6 separate regions of the Mus musculus genome follow, and all the other regions are linked to region 1. The links are chromatin contacts, called in public Hi-C, HiChIP or PLAC-seq and promoter capture Hi-C maps. All regions are on one chromosome and are shown on one strand. The core of a region is the stretch at or near the end of the contact, and the rest is flanking DNA. Distances in the headings are between cores, read along the strand shown.

Region 1 (2,622 bases), core at 34-2,533:
GACTAAAACTAGACTAAGATAAGGTAGTTAAACTCTGGACCTGCAACATTCCAATTTTGCTACAGCACTAAAATTCTAATCAGTCTCTGCCACACCCGGCCCCCCACCCCCAGGAGTTTTCATTCACAACAGGTTCAAGCAAGGGGGAAAAAAAAAAAAACAGTACAAACTAGGGGTTAGAGATTACAAAGTTCCATTCCTAACCAAAAGGCATGTACAACTGATAACTGATAATACTGGGAAAGGTAAAATCAATTTTCCCCTATGGAGTATCAACCACACTTCTGGGAAGGCCCCATGCCCAGAAGTAACTGGCCAACACAAAATTGTGTGTTTGTGAGTGTGTGTGCGAGCGTGCATGTTTTGTTACTTTTTTATGTTTGACTTTATTTAAATCTTTGACAGCAAGGACCTCTGAAATTCCTAAAAGCATCTACCAAAAGCTGAAGACATTCCTGGGAAACTCGGGAGCTTTGGGAAACTGTCTTTCAGCCGAAAGTGTTATGTATATTTAAAGGTGGACACTAATACTTTCTGCAATACAAGTTCATAGTCCTCACGATACAACTAAAATAAAAACAAAGCCCATGTACCAGGGTAAAGTACTGTCCAGCTACTTAAAAATGGGTTTGGATCAGACACAGCCAACGTGGGAAAGGGGCGGAGTTTTCCCCTGGCAGCGTTCAAACCCTCAACAAACGGTTCTGTGCAAAGCCACACCGCAGAATGCAGAGTGCCAATATCCTGACAAAAATAAAGGGTAAAGCTCAAATTAAGCGCTTTAAAAGTCCGTAATATAAGCCTTTCCAAATCCTTAGATGCCATTAGCTGTCACGGGTAGCCTCGAGTGGGTAACGATGCAAGGACTGACACTGGCTGGGAATCAATGGCGAGAAAGCAGCTCGAGACTACCTTGTACATCGCTAACGTTCCAGAGATTTCCAGAAACTGAATTTACAGCCAGAAACCAACTCCTGTGAGAGGGAAGCAACAAAACAGACAAAAACCTGCTAAGACACCAGTTTAATGTCCGCCCGGCGAGGCCTGCAAGCGATCAAAGATGGAGAAATCAGCACATGCCTCCCGCAACAACGCCCTCCTAGTACGCAAGCGCTCGCGCGCCCGCGCGGAGGCCCCGCCCCTCGCGTGCACGCCCAGACCAGGCGCGCGCAGCGGAAGTTACCGCCTCCAAGGCCCCTCCTGGCTCTTCCGCCACGAGGCCCCGCGTTCGCAGTCCGGTTCCGGTTGTAGCTCCGCCCCCGCGCGGGAACACGCTAGAAGGCTGGATATCCGGGCCAGGAGGCTCGCGGAGCCCTCACTTCCGGTGGTGTCTCAGCCCAGCTCCCTTGAGGCGCAGGTTCTGGCTCTCGGTGCGGTAGCGCCATCTGGCGCCGAGTGTTCCCCGGACTGCGGAGGGGCGCGCTTCCTCCCTTCAGAACATTCCAGAGACACCGCGGCGGCCGGGGTAGGCTTTATGCGCTCCGCCAGAAGGGCGGGACCCAAGACTCCTCCTCCACCGAGTTCCCGCGCGGGAAGGGTTTTGCGGTTACCCTGAGCGGAAATGGTTGGAGTCTGGAGCGGGAACGGACCTCACGCGGGAGGAAACCGGCCTTTTCCCGTCTTTTCAAGTCCTGGCGACACAGTTCCTGCCCCACTGGCTCTCCTTTTTTGTTTCCTCCTTTCTGGGCACTGTGCTTCGGTTCTTCACTCGGCGTGGACCGAGGTCCTCCATGTCCCGCTTTGCAGAGAGGAGGCTTTACTTTGTAGCCTTTCGTTAGCCTGTGTTGGAGAAAAGCTTTTGCTCCATTACGTCTGTTAAGCTGGGGTGTTGCGAAAACGAGCAGTATCGGGGATTAAACATTAGAAGAATGATAATAGGTTTTTAAAACAAGACAGTCTCACCAGGTTCATCTCAGAACTGTGAAATTAACGCTGTGGCTGTTATGCCGTATTTCCTTTAGATAAGGGAAAACGAGTTTCCACCAGAGCTAGAAAGTGAACATAACTTTCCTCTTAAAAGAATTCATGTTTAAAAAAGTCCAGATGTAATACACTTGGAGCACTGTTAGCTATTGTGAGTTATTGTGTATCAAGATGCACAGTGCGAGCCAGTGAGATGTCCCTTAGAAGTCAGAGATCTGCGGTCACTTGTCTCTGGACCTTTCTCCCCCACTACAGCAGTATTTTCCCTACCTGTGCATGCATTTGAGTTCAGAAGGCTTTTAAGAGGCCAGTTCACTAGAGTTTAGAACTGGGAGAGGTGATATGGAAGGAGAGCTAGGTGACTAAGGCCCACAGTTGGAATAGTTTAAAGAGTTCAGGAGAGCTCTTCGCTGTTATTGCTGTTTTGACACATTAACCCGACAGATTAGTAGCCTTTCTAGCAGGTGCCAAGGGAGCAAACTAAGCGCTAAAACCATAAAGTTTGTACAGTCACACATTCGGGAAGCAAGTTCATATAATATACTCTGTTGTAGAGGGTGCTGTAACACCAGGTATACAAAATTTCTCAATTATGTCATCTCTGTTCTTCAGAGTTTCTTGAAAATAGTAACTCAAAAAATCACTTCAACAGACATTTAAATTTTTACACCCAGGAAGGTAACATTTTAAAAATCCCTT
Region 2 (2,622 bases), core at 63-2,562, 450 kb before region 1:
TTTCATAGAACAAAAGTTTTGAAAAGTTCTACAGGAATCCAGTTTGTTAACTGTGTCTTTCATGGAACTTGCTTTTAGTGCTGTGCCTGGCTGGTCATCACCAAACCCAGTTACCTAATCTTTTCCCTTGGGGTATCTTCTGGGAGTTTTACAGTTTTTTGTTTTGTTTTTAAGATATTTTCTTTATATACATTTCAAATGCTATCCCAAAAGTTCCCTATACTCTCCCTCCACCCTGCTTCCCTACCCACCCACTTCTGCTTCTTGGCCCTGGCATTCCCCTGTATTGGGGCATATAAAGTTTGCAATACCAAGGGGCCTCTCTTCCCAGTGATGGCCGACTAGGCTATCTTCTGCTACGAGTTTTACAGTTTTATACTTGACATTTAAGCATAAGCTCTGTGTGCAGGTTTAATTGCTTTTGCAAATGAATATCCAGTAGTTCTACACTGAGAACACATTAGTGGTTCATAGGATGTCCTCCTTCTAAGCTCCACCTCTCTTCCTCATTCTCTCTGTCTTTCTCTGTCTCCCTCTCCCTCTCCCCCACTCTCTTTCTCTAGCAATCATTTATTTCCAGTTCATCAGATGATTATAGGTGCACTTGGAGGTCATTTTTCTGATACAATAAACATTGGATAATATTTATTATTATTCAGTGGTAAGCGTTGCATTTTTAGAATTTTGGGCTGGAGAGATGGTTAGGAGCACTTCCTGCTCTTCTAGAGAACCTAGGCTCAGTTCCTAGCATCCCTGTTGGGTGGGTCCCAATCCCATGTAACTCTAGCTCCAGGGCCATCTGAAGCCTTTTTATATCCTCTGTGGTCACTGCACTCTCGAACACATACACACAAACACAAATAAAAAAATCTTTAAAATTTAAATGTGCAAAATTCGGTGTTTGTGCTACACGCTTGGATATGACAGATGTGTTGAAATATGGATGATCTAAGCCTTGTTATATGAAAAAGTACATGCAGGACTTGAGCTGGGACTGGGAGCGCAAACTCTTCCTCTCCCATGTGTAGTTTCTCTCTCCTGTCCCCCCTCTTCCCACCTTTCTTCTCTTCATCTCTCCCTCCCTTCCTTCTTCTCTCCCTCTCTCCCTCCTTCCCTCCATCCTCTCCCCCCCCTCCCGCCCCCGTCTCCCTCCACAGCACATGACAGTGCTGGTCTTGTATTTCCCTCCTTCCATCAGGTAGTGAGATTTATGAGTTCTTTGAACCTCACCTTCCTCTCCTATAGGTCTGTGCACCTGCCTGTTAAATACTGTGTGTTCCTCAGTCCTGAACAGGATGTGGGTATCACACCTCTTCCTGCAGCTCAGGGAACTGTGTGGAAGAGGAGGTGGGTAGATGGTAAGAGCCACAGGTGGTGGATGACTCCAGGGAAACAGAATCTTCCAGATATGACTGGGCTAGTGCGCATACAAACTCACAGCATCAATAGCTCCCACAATGCCTGCGCACGTTCAAACAAGACAGAATTCCAGCGTGAGGGAGGGGAACGGGGCACAAAGTTCTGTTCCAGCCAAGAAGCTACTTGCAAATGATAGCTTCTGGGAAATTAGTTTTCTCCTGTAGAGTGACATTGAGTATATCAACCACACTCCAGGGCAGGCCCTGTGCCTAGGAGTAGATGTCCAACACAAATCAGACTTCATGGTTTGTATGTGTGTGGATACACACACACACACACACACATACACACACACACACACATGCGTGTGTGTGTGTATGTGTGTGTGCGTGCTTTTTTTTTTGGTTTTATCTTGGTTTTGATTTACTGCCATCAATGCCTTTGGCCAAAGGAATCCAAGCACTGTGGAATACGCACCATGGAAAAGGCTTTAAAGAAGACATTTTATTCCAACTCAGAGACACCTTTTAACATTTAACTCTCTGGAGTGAAAATTCTCATAACCCACCAATCACTACACACAACCCAGAGGATCACCCCCATCGGTCCCTACTCCCTACTTCAGAGGATTGTCTTTACCCATCCCTACCTACCACCTCAGAGTCATCTCTACCAATGGCTACCAGCCCCTTAAGGGTCATTGCAACCAATCCCTACTCCCCCCCCTAGAAGATCAACCTCACAATTCCTCTCCCTCCCCCAGAGGTCATGCTCCCCAATTCCTCCCTCCTTCCCCCCCCAGGTCATCCCCATCAGTTTGAATCCCCCCAAGGTCATGCTCCCCAATTCCTCCCTCCTTCCCCTCTCCCCCGCCCTCTCCCCTCCCATCCTGTCATCCCCACCAATCCCCCCTCCCTTCCAAGGATCACCCTTTAGTTTCCTGCAGAGCCAGATGATTCCTTTTTGTTCTTTGGAAATTGCTGTTTTCTGCCTGTGACAACAGAGAAAAGTTGATTCAGAAGATTAAAAACATGTTCTTGGCTACTGTAATTATAAGATCAAAGCCATTGGGCCTCATTTCAACAAGGCACTTAGAGAATTAAATATGTTTTGCCCTGAGTTTGTGAGTGCACGTTGAGTGTCCAGCTCTACAGAATGGAGCCTGCTGTGTGTGCTCAGTGTGGCTACCTGCGTGGGGCACACCACAAGCAGGGCAGCCCCTGTGGGAGCACAGGGAGCGACACCTCAGAACCAGGGACTGAT
Region 3 (2,622 bases), core at 41-2,540, 420 kb before region 1:
ATGGTGATAATGTGTGCTTGCTGGAGTTGAGACTATTTCATCAAGTACTGGAGTAAGTTTACTGTGCTGACATTGTAGCAAGCATCTTCGAATGTAACACTTGTGGCTGTATTGACTTTCTATTTGTGTGGAATTCTGAGGAGGACATCACTCTCAGAGTGCCTGTTCTGCAAGGATGTTACTCATCCCTCTGTGGGCGGGAGGCAGCGGCTGAGTTGTACCTTACTGAGTAGGATGGTGGCATCCTTCATTTTTTCTGGGCTTCCCTTAGGGACTCATCTTAGTGTACATTTGTCCTTTGAGCTTCGAGATGTTTCCCAATGAATGGGACAAAGCCCGTGTATATGTATAGGTATAGGTGTACATTCATACATACATACATACATACACGGCGTGGGGGACAGAAGTCTCCCACCCAGCACTCCTGCCCAGAGACCCCACTTGCTAAGCCAGGGCTGGACGTCAAAACGTGGATATTCATAAGAAGGATGGCAAAGGGTGATGAACGGGATATGGTGCCATGGAAGTTGAAATGTGAGTGGTCTGGAGTTTTTCTTTCTCTTGGAAAACAACTCACAGCTACAACCTCACCAGAGAATCCAGAGGGATCTCATTAAGGAACACTGCTGATTTAAAGGGTTAAAGGGGGATAACGGGGGAGGGAAGAGAAGGGGACGACCCAGGGAAAGGAGAAACAGAAGCCTCACACAACCCATCATTCTTAGACCCACTGTGTGTTCTTGTAGGCTCTGCAGGCTGGGGTCTGAGGCAAGGCGGACTCTCGCCTTCTCTAATGGGATGGGGGACTCTCTTATCAGAAGAAAACTGCCTGAGTACTCTTAAACCTCGCAAAGTTCCACCTGAATTCCCCACCCTGCCTTCCTGCTGTGTTCAGATACAGCAAAGCTCTCCTGGGATGTTCTCTGAAAGATTCCCCTGGATAGAGGGCTCAGAATGGGAGAAAGGGGAAAGCAGGTGATTTTCCCCACTCCCCCACCCCCGAGGCGCCAAACGTTGTGCAAAGTTGGGCAGCTGTTTCTGTCCTCCAGGAACACCAGTCCCAGGAAGGCAAAGGGAGTGGACGCGGGGAGTGGGCGACGCGGGGACATCTCAGGATGGAGGCCACAGGATTGTGCGATGTGGAATAGTCTGCTCCCTGAGCTGGCTGCAGCAGGTGCTTGTTCTCCGACGTCCCTATGACCCCTGCTGTGCTCTCTCTGGGCACCCTGGCTGGCTGAGCCCCTGTCCCGCCCCCGTGCCAGGCCGGAGTGGGGGGCGGCGCCTGCTCTGGATAATCATTGCTCGTGGGGCGGCGGGAGCGGGGGTGGGCACCGCGTAGGGAGGGCGGCGGGGCGCGGGCATATAGGGGCGCGGCGCGGTGCCCTCCCGGCTCCCGCAGCATGCTAGCCCGCGCCCCTCCTCGCCGCCCGCCGCGGCTGGTGCTGCTCCGTTTGCTGTTGCTGCATCTGCTGCTGCTCGCCCTGCGCGCCCGCTGCCTGAGCGCTGAGCCGGGTCAGGGCGCGCAGACCTGGGCTCGCTTCGCGCGCGCTCCTGCCCCAGAGGCCGCTGGCCTCCTCCACGACACCTTCCCCGACGGTTTCCTCTGGGCGGTAGGCAGCGCCGCCTATCAGACCGAGGGCGGCTGGCGACAGCACGGCAAAGGCGCGTCCATCTGGGACACTTTCACCCATCACTCTGGGGCGGCCCCGTCCGACTCCCCGATCGTCGTGGCGCCGTCGGGTGCCCCGTCGCCTCCCCTGTCCTCCACTGGAGATGTGGCCAGCGATAGTTACAACAACGTCTACCGCGACACAGAGGGGCTGCGCGAACTGGGGGTCACCCACTACCGCTTCTCCATATCGTGGGCGCGGGTGCTCCCCAATGGCACCGCGGGCACTCCCAACCGCGAGGGGCTGCGCTACTACCGGCGGCTGCTGGAGCGGCTGCGGGAGCTGGGCGTGCAGCCGGTGGTTACCCTGTACCATTGGGACCTGCCACAGCGCCTGCAGGACACCTATGGCGGATGGGCCAATCGCGCCCTGGCCGACCATTTCAGGGATTATGCCGAGCTCTGCTTCCGCCACTTCGGTGGTCAGGTCAAGTACTGGATCACCATTGACAACCCCTACGTGGTGGCCTGGCACGGGTATGCCACCGGGCGCCTGGCCCCGGGCGTGAGGGGCAGCTCCAGGCTCGGGTACCTGGTTGCCCACAACCTACTTTTGGTGAGTTCGAGGGGCCAGGCAGGGGGCCACCTTGGGGGACAGAGGGCCTCGGAAGTGCCAGAGCCACTTCCAGAAATCCTTACTTGAACCCATTACGAGGTCACACAGGTCTGACACTTTGCAGGCGGAGACACCCCCCCCCCCCCAGCAGCTCTGGGGTTCTCTTCTAGAAGTGGAGTTAGAAACTGGAGCGGAATCCTGCAGCGCGTGCTTTAGGGCCCCTAGAAAAGGACACGGGGCCATTTCTCCACTGAGCAAGCGTTTCTCCCCAGGTGTTGGGAAGTCGAAGTTCCTAGAGGTAATGGCCAGCAAGATTTGTTAGAATCAGCTGCAGAGTCAGAATAAAGACGGTGAATGAAAGCAACACCCGTGTTCACGAGCTGCAAACAGGCATTGC
Region 4 (2,622 bases), core at 69-2,568, 400 kb before region 1:
CTAAAGCAGTTCTTTCTGCCTTACCCTTTAGCCATAGAACAAGAGACCTCACTACCGAGGGGTATTAGTTTTATAAAGCCAATGCATCTTCAAAAATAAATAAATAAATAAATAAATAAATAAATAAGGAGCAAGCTGATAATGGAAAGAGGATTTATTTACATTTGGCCCAAACAGAGACAGGAAGATACCTACTTTTCTCCCTCTTTTCTGTAAGGGTATTACAATTTGATGAAAGAAAAAAAAAAACAAAACTTAAAAAAATCTCAGAAATATGCATATAGTAATTAAGCTGTCAGAGCCGTGAAATCCCTCCTCAGAAGGCAAGTTCGGTCCCCCTTTAGCTCTAGCTGGCACCACGGCTTTACTTTCCTTCTCCTGTGGTTGGATTCTGAGGAGGGGACTTATTTCGGGGAGGTCCGGTCGCCCAAGGAAGGAGCAAGTGTGTTTCTGTTTAGAATGTCTCTTCTCCTGTCAGGATACAGCTTTACAAACCTAGTTCTGTGCACACGTGCCGCTTTCTCCATCAGATAGGTCTGGTTCTTCTCATTTAAAATAGTTCCTCCCAGCAGCTCAGCCTCACAGGAAGTGGAGGAGATGACTTCCTGGGGTTTCTGGGAAACCACGTGACTCGAAATTTACAGGTGCTGCTGGTGACACTCTTCAGAAAGTTTCACGAGCTTGCCGTCTTAGCTTCTGGAAGACTCAATGGGACCCACATTTAAAACCGAAAACAAATCCCTCTGGGATGAGAAGAGTTCCCAAAAATACAATCCAAGGTTTCTCGTGAACACCTCCTGGTATGAGCCAGTTCTTTGTATGTAATGACTGTTCAACACTGAAGCCAAGGAGCGTATGAGCTATTACTAAATTCATGGAATGAACGTTTGTAAATGAACCTGGACAAAGCCCAGGAACATCAAGAACTTTTTTCTTTTAATGATACAAATAATCTTTACAGATTATTTCTAATCACACAGGCTGGCTGTAAAGGAACCGGGTTTCCTAGGACTGGATATGGGGCAGAAGGATTGGCTGTGACAGGGGCCGAGGGTGGCAGACATTACCTTACAGAAAATGGGGAGCAATGGAAACACTGCTGTTGGGGTACACATGGAGTCTCCCCTACAGAGACATAAATAAAAAGGTTAGACCACACCATAGTTTGAAAGGAAAATAAGTCTCTGGTGAGTGACACCAGGAAACCTCGCATTCCTTTGGCACAGCAGGTCCTTGTGATCATCCTCCTTCTTACAGCATCTGCTGTATACTAATGCTCTCTGCAATCCACATTCCTGGTATTTGTTGGTGCCTGCCTCTCCTCTTGCTTAGAGAACACAGCCTGTCCCAGAGGCAGAGCAGCTGTCATTGTATAAACTGCATGCTCATGTTCTCAGTCCCACCTCTTTCTGTGGTCAGAGTCACCAAGGCCACCCCGGGAGCAACTCCTCAACCTGTCTCCTAAATAACTTTCCACCACAAACAGGTAAATGGAAAGAGGGCAGACAGATTGCTTCTCACTAACCACAAATCTACAAAGCACGCTGTGTTTTTCTGTAATCTTACCCTGTCTCTTGCTGTAGAAACACATCCACATGCCATTTTCCCCCCTTTGAGTTAAAGTGTTCTCTCCTGTGAGCGGAAGGGAGTTATTTAAAAAGCAACTGAGCCTATGGTCTGATCACCAGGAAGGCTCAGGGAGAAGGGGCTGATCAGCTGATTCCCAGCTGGAGAAGCTGGTGAGAAAGGAGAACATTTAGAAAGTTATAGGAGAAAAAAAAAATGCTTGTCTCAGCGCTGCTGACAATGAAGGGGAACTGCTCAATGGGGGTGTTGCAGAGTGACAGGGCGATGGTGATGATGGATGTTGGCATCAAAGATCCTGCGATGACCTTCTGATGTCTTTTGTCTCAGTGCTCACAGTCCTGTCGCAGTCCTGCATCTGGCTGTGTGCCTCCCTCCCTGGTCCCTCATGGTTTTCTGGTACAGTTCCCTCTGGTTCATGGTTGACTGGCATAGAAACATCGGGGTACAGCCTGAGATGCTGGCGCTCCTCCATGTCCCCAATAATGTCAGTGGGGTCACCATCACATCCAGTGATAATTCTGGTCATAAGCTGGCATATTTTATTAACAATTTTACATCAGTCATTTGGAAGTAATTCTTTTTTTTTGGTAATGTATGTGGGTCTTGCCTGCATGTCTGTCTGTGCTTCACATGCCTGCAGTGCCTGAGGAGGCCAGAGAGACTGTCAGATCCCCTGGAACTGGAGTTACAGACCATCGGGAGCGGCACGTGGGTGCTGGAAACAGAAGCTAAGTCTTCTATAAGAGCAGCCACTGCTCTTAACCACAGAGCCATCTCTTTAGGACCTAGAAGGATGTTCGTAGCAGTGTGATCTATTATTAAGTAGAATGATTTGACAAACGTTGTTAAGCTCTGTACAATGTGAGCTATGAAGTTACTTTTCCCTCCTTTGAAGAAATTTTAAATTATTATTTTATTATTGGTATTTTTGAGATAGAGTTTCACTATATATAGCTCTGCTCATCCTGGACCTCCCTCTGTAGACCAGGCTGGCCTCGAATTCACAGAGGTCTGCCTTCCTCTCCCTCCCAAGTG
Region 5 (2,622 bases), core at 92-2,591, 290 kb before region 1:
CGACCCCAGTGCACTGGAACAATAAATTCCTCTTGCTTCTGCATCAATCCCTGGCTCCGTGTTGTTCACACGGGGGTCCCCAGTAACTAAGGCTTGGCAGAGTCTTACAGATACACACACACACAGAGGGACACAGACATATACACAGACATGTACACTCATACCCACACATGCAGATATATACATATTATACCCCCAGACACCAACACAGGGACACACACATAGGGACACAAACATATACACAGATACACAGAGACACACACATATACATAGATCTACCTACACACACACACACACACACACACACACACACACACACACACAGAGTAATATAGACACAGACAGACAGACACACACACACACTCAAAGGCACACACATAGACACATACATACACACAAATACAGGGACACAGACACAGTCATATACACAGACATACACACTCACACACACACACACAGGGACATAAAAACAGATATACATCACACAGAGATACACACACAGACCTACAGATATACACAGACACACAGAGATATACACACAGATACACATTCACACACAAACACACAAGGATACAGACACAGAGAGGGACATACACATAAACACACACACAGACCCACACTCAGATACAGACACAGAGGGGGACATACACATAGAAACACACAGACACACACACATAGACATAAACACACACAGTGACACACAGATATACTCAAAGACACAGACACACAGATAAAATGAAATAAGACACAACGTAAAGTGTTCAGTATAACATGTTAATTGCAAATTAAAGCAATCATGAGTTCCACTGCTTCTTTAAACAGTGCTACTGAGAGAGCGAGGGTCAGGAGCGCTCACCCACTGCTGCTGACAATGGGACATGGCTCAGGTGAGACAGCTGAACAGGTCATTACTGCGAAACACACCCGTTGGTATTCACCCAAATGGGTTTAAGATTTATTTCCACGTGTAAATGTGTACACACTCAGTGTTTACAGCCACTTTAGTCATCACTAGTGAAATTCAAGAGCAATCAAGATGTCCGGTGGCTGGAAAGATGAACTATGGTATAACCAGACAACAGAGTGGTAATTAGAAGTGAGTTATAAAGACACAGAAGGCACAGTAGACACTTAAGTGACTATTAAAGGCCAATATGAAAAGGCTGTAAATTGTGATTCTAATTAGAAAGCATTGTGCAAGAGTTAAAGTTATGGAGGCAGTCCAAAGACCAGAAGTTGCCAGAGACTAGGGAAATGGAGGGACGCCTAGGCAGAGCAGAGGGTTTTTAGGGCAGTGAAATGGATGCGAATGCCACAGTGGTGCATGTCTGTCACTATACACCCGTCAAAAGCACAGAATTTAAATAGAAAGCAGTGCTGTAATTCACCCTGTGTACTTCATGCTGTAATGGGTGGACTGCCCTTTGGCAGATATTGATCGTGGTAGAAATGTATGTGAGGGCAAGGGGCAAATGTGGGCACTGTGCATCAGTTAAAGTTTGTTATGAACCTCAAAGGGCTCTAAAAGCAGTCAATTTGAAAAGATACCATTTGTATTATAATGATTATTATTTATTGGGCTTTGGAATTAAAGATATAAAGTGATGTGCATTTATTTTTCAGAGATTGTTTTCGTTGCACATGTATTGTGTGCATGTTCTCATGGGTGTATGTGCACATGTGTTTGTAGTGCATGGCTGTGTATATGTAGGCCAAAGGTTAACATTGAGTGTCTTCACCTCCTCATCTTACGTATTAAGGTAAGACCTCTCCTTTGAACCCAGAGTTCATCAACTCTGTCTAGATGGGCGGTTTTCACCCTTCCTAATGCTGTGACCCTTTAATACAGTTTCTCATGTTGTGGTGACCCCCAACCATAGCATTACGAATTGTAATGTAAATATCTGTGTTTTCCAATGGTCTTAGGAGAGCCCCCGAAAGGGTCCAGATTACCAGCTTGTCCTGGGGCTCTCCTATCTGTGTGTCCCGTGTATTAGATTACAGAAGGGTGGTCATGCCTACCTGAGTTTACACGGGCACTGTCTCCAGCTCAGTGGTCTGGATAGATTTTGTCTATCCACTGTATGCTAATTAGCTCTTAATCCAGTGTGCAAAATTATCATCATTGGAGGCATTTTGACATTTTGGGTATAGGGGCTGGAGAGATGGCTCAGCAGTTAAGAGCACTGACAGCTCTTCTGGAGGTCCTGAGCTCAAATCCCAGCAAGCACACGGTAGCTCCCAACCATCTGTAATGAGTGAGATCTAACACCCTCTTCTGGTGTGTCTGAAAACAGCTATAGTGTACTTACATATAACAAATAAATAAATCTTTGAAAATTAAGTACACAATAAACTAACAAGATATCAAAAACAAACTTTAAAAAAAATGGTTTTAGAGCTTTATTGTAGAAAGGCAGGGAGAAAGGAGAGAAGGTAGAAAGAGAGAGGCCAGCCACGGCCATGTGGAGAGAGTAGGAAAGGGAGAGAGAAAAGGAGGGCTAGAGAGTAAGAAAGGTGAGGGTTAAAGAGCCAAACTTTTTTTTTTTAAAGAAATGTTGGGTATAATTTCAATCTTCTTATAAACAGACCATCCTGAATCCTGTAAACCATGAGAGAAGA
Region 6 (2,622 bases), core at 81-2,580, 260 kb before region 1:
TAGGTATTTAGACAGCAGATACGTTATGTAATAGTTGCTCCCTTATCTCTGAACTCCTGTACGTGTATTTACATAATTTCCAGAGTGAATTTCACTTTAGGTGTGTGACTGATATTTTTTGACCGCTGAAGTCTCAAGGTTTGCCTTGGAAAAAGAGAGAGAGAGAGAGAGAGAGAGAGAGAGAGAGAGAGAGAGAGAGAGAGAGAGAGAGAGAAAACCAACAAACAAGGCTAAATAAGGGAAAATTTAAAAATTAACAAGTGAACTCTGGTAGATTACAGACTCCATAAGTCTGTATTCAAGATATTCAAACACATAATATGACCCCTGTTGGTGAAATTAGTAAATTCGCTAAAAGTGAACATCAGAAGCATCTCAATAGAGAAGGTGATCCCACTTTTATGCAAAGCTAATGTTACTGTTTTCCAGGGAAGTTCAAACAAACAAACAAACAAACAAACAAACAAACAAACGATGTATTCTAGCTTCATTTTCATTGTTTTCTTTCTCATTCAATCATATACTTTCGTCTCTAAAGAGAGTCTGCCACTTTATCCAGAAAAAATGGTCCTGACTTTGAGGGCATAAGCAGACTAAGGGGATGCAGGGAGGGAACAAAGCTGACCTTGGCTGGAAGCAAAGGCTCAGCTTAAATTCCAGCCTCAGGTCTCATGACCTTGAGTAGGCTAACTTACAGGTCTCAGCTTCCTCAGCTATAGTAAGATTAAAGGACAAATCTCTCCTCAGAGCATCACTGTAAAGCCATCCCACAGGTACAGGAGAGTAGCCTTTGCTACTCTTACTATGGAGGAAATGCTGATTTCTTTTTTCTTTTCTGTAATAGACAGAGGTGTTTGTAACTACCCCTACCTCTGCCCACTTAGCTCTTCATTTGTCCTAAAAACAAAAACGGAAGGCATTGAGATATTTATTCATCCTACAGACAGTTGTGGAGTGCCTCCATGAGAAAGCCTCTGTTAAGGGCTGTAGAACACTGCCTGGCTCCGACAGAAAGGGATCAAAGTCAGGCAGATAAGACAAACAGGTTTCCTTACAAATGAGGGAAGCACACCCCTGAGGGGGCTGCAGTGTTCTCCAGGGTACACAGCAAAGGGTGTGCATTTCAATTAGGCGGTCACAAAAACCCAGCAGATGACGTGACATTTGACTCAGATGGTTTTACATGGAGAGCCCCCTTGTCTGCGTGTCAAGAGCCTTGGAGTCTCGAGAGCTCATGCCTTCCTGGCAGCAGGTGCTTATGGGTTTATATGCATGTCTGTTGGAGGGCCCTGTGGCCACGTGGTACCTGTCAGCCCACATCCAGTTCCTCCTCTGACAAGGCACTTAACATGAGTCATTCTGTATTCCACAGAAGGCTGTATTATGTGTGGGGAGTCATAAATGAGATGTGACACTTTGAAGACTACAGCAAGGCTTCTCCTAAATGGCTGTGACTGTGGGAATATGAGTGCCAGCCCGAGGTAGGCGGTTTTGCTATTAGAATGTACAATGTGCTTATTGGTTAATAAGTAAAATATTAGCCTCCATATGCCTGATACACAGTGATCTCAAGGTCAAAGATGTCTTAAGATAGAGCCAAACACAGCAGAACCTTGGGAAAAAGCTCTCTATCAGACACGTGGGCTTCAGTAAGGGAAACACAGTCAGAACATTGATTTTCCATGTCGAGGAGAATCTGAACAGATGAGTAAGAATGATAAAGGAAGAGGGCTTCCCGGGGATTAGTGACTTGGAAAAGCTGGGAGCTGATGTGTGGCCCAAGGTCACTGACCTCAATAAGAGGTCCCAAGTCTGCCCGGTAGGCATCCTACCAAGTCCATCCTTATTGTGAAAATATACTAGGGTTCTGTGCTTGGGTCTGCTTTGTAAGAATGTAACATGCAAAGTCATTTAGACATCGTGCAAGTACACTGAAATTCAGTTACCTTCATGCCATAGAACTATTTTGAGTTTATGTCTAAAAGATTATAATGAATGCTGTCTGTCTGCTCAAACTGTAACTACTGTCGAACAGAAACTTTTGAAAACAGTTCTTCATGAACTTTCATTTTTCCAAAGAAAATAACAAGTAAATACACACACACACATAATAATAAAAAAAAAAAGATAGGAAATCTGTCCTGGTCAGACTAATGGATGATCTAGAACTCTGTTTTACAATTACTAATAAGTTTTAAAATGTATTCTATGTCTTTCTGTGTGTGTGCGTGCCTCTTTGTGTATATGCCTGTGTCGGTCTGTGTGTCTGTCTGTCTCTGTTTCCTTTTTTCTTTGTCTCTCTGTCTCCCTCTCTCTGTGTGATTGTTGTGTTACCGAGGCTACTCAGATTATTGTACCACTACGTGCAGTGCTAACATTTTGCTCAAGAAGAAAACCATGTATCTTGGAGAAGTCAAAGATGGCCAGTTCTGTTCTATTCTGCATCATGTGATCTATCAAAATTTGAAACGTGGAGAAATAATCTCATTCTCTCTCTTTCTCTCTCTTTCCCCCTCCCTCCCTTCCTCCCTTCCTCCTCCCTCTCCCTCCCTCCCTCTCTATCCTTTCATTCTATAAATATATAAAGGACCAAGCTACAACTATCCTTGAACAATTATGTTG

What was found. Promoter capture Hi-C pulls out the DNA fragments that hold promoters and counts their contacts. Hi-C and Micro-C count contacts between places; a contact is called where the count stands out from the background. HiChIP or PLAC-seq counts read pairs in DNA pulled down with a chosen protein or histone mark.
Region 2: an H3K27ac HiChIP or PLAC-seq map of T-cell acute lymphoblastic leukemia shows a contact between it and region 1, with 5 times the contacts expected there. The contact joins the enhancer-like site here to the promoter of 1700028E10Rik in region 1. A contact is called at or near these places in 8 of 39 promoter capture datasets (the 3T3-L1 cell line, 3T3-L1-derived adipocytes, hippocampal neurons and 4 more), 2 of 484 Hi-C or Micro-C datasets (Sertoli cells and liver), 7 of 115 datasets of contacts at active chromatin or transcription factors (T-cell acute lymphoblastic leukemia, cardiomyocytes, embryonic basal ganglia and 4 more) and 1 of 9 other capture datasets (embryonic stem cells).
Region 3: a promoter capture Hi-C map of hippocampal neurons shows a contact between it and region 1, with 7 times the contacts expected there. The contact joins the promoter of Kl here to the promoter of 1700028E10Rik in region 1. A contact is called at or near these places in 13 of 39 promoter capture datasets (the 3T3-L1 cell line, the SN4741 cell line, cranial neural crest and 8 more), 12 of 484 Hi-C or Micro-C datasets (adipose-derived mesenchymal stem cells, cerebral cortex, cortical neurons and 5 more), 15 of 115 datasets of contacts at active chromatin or transcription factors (the NIH/3T3 cell line, T-cell acute lymphoblastic leukemia, astrocytes and 10 more) and 3 of 9 other capture datasets (embryonic stem cells, macrophages and pancreatic islet).
Region 4: a contact with region 1 is called in an H3K27ac HiChIP or PLAC-seq map of epiblast stem cells, with 5 times the contacts expected there. The contact joins the enhancer-like site here to the promoter of 1700028E10Rik in region 1. A contact is called at or near these places in 2 of 39 promoter capture datasets (frontonasal cranial neural crest and liver), 3 of 484 Hi-C or Micro-C datasets (embryonic fibroblasts, myocytes and pancreatic cancer cells) and 13 of 115 datasets of contacts at active chromatin or transcription factors (the NIH/3T3 cell line, T-cell acute lymphoblastic leukemia, astrocytes and 8 more).
Region 5: a contact with region 1 is called in a promoter capture Hi-C map of liver, with 3 times the contacts expected there. The contact joins the enhancer-like site here to the promoter of 1700028E10Rik in region 1. A contact is called at or near these places in 4 of 39 promoter capture datasets (cancer-associated fibroblasts, hippocampal neurons and liver), 1 of 15 datasets of contacts at CTCF or cohesin (the NIH/3T3 cell line), 3 of 484 Hi-C or Micro-C datasets (the HL-1 cell line, Sertoli cells and liver), 12 of 115 datasets of contacts at active chromatin or transcription factors (the 230-238 cell line, the NIH/3T3 cell line, astrocytes and 8 more) and 2 of 9 other capture datasets (adipose tissue and pancreatic islet).
Region 6: a contact with region 1 is called in a Hi-C map of muscle stem cells, with 3 times the contacts expected there. The contact joins the enhancer-like site here to the promoter of 1700028E10Rik in region 1. A contact is called at or near these places in 6 of 39 promoter capture datasets (the 3T3-L1 cell line, embryonic stem cells, hippocampal neurons and 2 more), 3 of 15 datasets of contacts at CTCF or cohesin (the NIH/3T3 cell line, embryonic stem cells and stem cell-derived epiblast-like cells), 23 of 484 Hi-C or Micro-C datasets (the C2C12 cell line, CD8 T cells, the HL-1 cell line and 10 more), 28 of 115 datasets of contacts at active chromatin or transcription factors (the NIH/3T3 cell line, SST interneurons, bone marrow-derived macrophages and 14 more) and 3 of 9 other capture datasets (adipose tissue, embryonic stem cells and pancreatic islet).

What each region holds. Positions count from the first base shown.
Region 1 is chr5:151,367,392-151,370,013 of GRCm38.p6, forward strand. 1700028E10Rik (RIKEN cDNA 1700028E10 gene) reads left to right here and starts at 1,284. Exons shown (of 4, transcript NR_045700.1): 1 at 1,284-1,465. It also overlaps a transcript of Stard13 not described here.
Region 2 is chr5:150,920,334-150,922,955 of GRCm38.p6, forward strand. No RefSeq gene overlaps it. Among named protein-coding and RNA genes, the nearest start is that of Kl, 31 kb to the right of the region's middle. Within about 2 kb of position 1,313, at least 4 of the 459 cell types and tissues checked have an H3K27ac peak or open chromatin away from gene starts, as enhancers often do. A contact at or near this core is called in T-cell acute lymphoblastic leukemia, where this site is marked.
Region 3 is chr5:150,951,317-150,953,938 of GRCm38.p6, forward strand. It overlaps Kl (klotho), which reads left to right and starts at 1,291. Exons shown (of 5, transcript NM_013823.2): 1 at 1,291-2,225. The coding sequence starts at 1,401.
Region 4 is chr5:150,969,368-150,971,989 of GRCm38.p6, forward strand. All of the region lies in intron 1 of Kl (klotho), which reads left to right. Among named protein-coding and RNA genes, the nearest start is that of Kl, 18 kb to the left of the region's middle. Within about 2 kb of position 1,319, at least 24 of the 459 cell types and tissues checked have an H3K27ac peak or open chromatin away from gene starts, as enhancers often do. A contact at or near this core is called in differentiating embryonic stem cells, epiblast stem cells, myocytes and 1 more, where this site is marked.
Region 5 is chr5:151,079,065-151,081,686 of GRCm38.p6, forward strand. The region is part of intron 3 of Stard13 (StAR-related lipid transfer (START) domain containing 13); the gene reads right to left. Among named protein-coding and RNA genes, the nearest start is that of Stard13, 110 kb to the right of the region's middle. Within about 2 kb of position 1,342, at least 7 of the 459 cell types and tissues checked have an H3K27ac peak or open chromatin away from gene starts, as enhancers often do. A contact at or near this core is called in liver, where this site is marked.
Region 6 is chr5:151,103,516-151,106,137 of GRCm38.p6, forward strand. All of the region lies in intron 1 of Stard13 (StAR-related lipid transfer (START) domain containing 13), which reads right to left. Among named protein-coding and RNA genes, the nearest start is that of Stard13, 85 kb to the right of the region's middle. Within about 2 kb of position 1,331, at least 36 of the 459 cell types and tissues checked have an H3K27ac peak or open chromatin away from gene starts, as enhancers often do. A contact at or near this core is called in muscle stem cells, where this site is marked.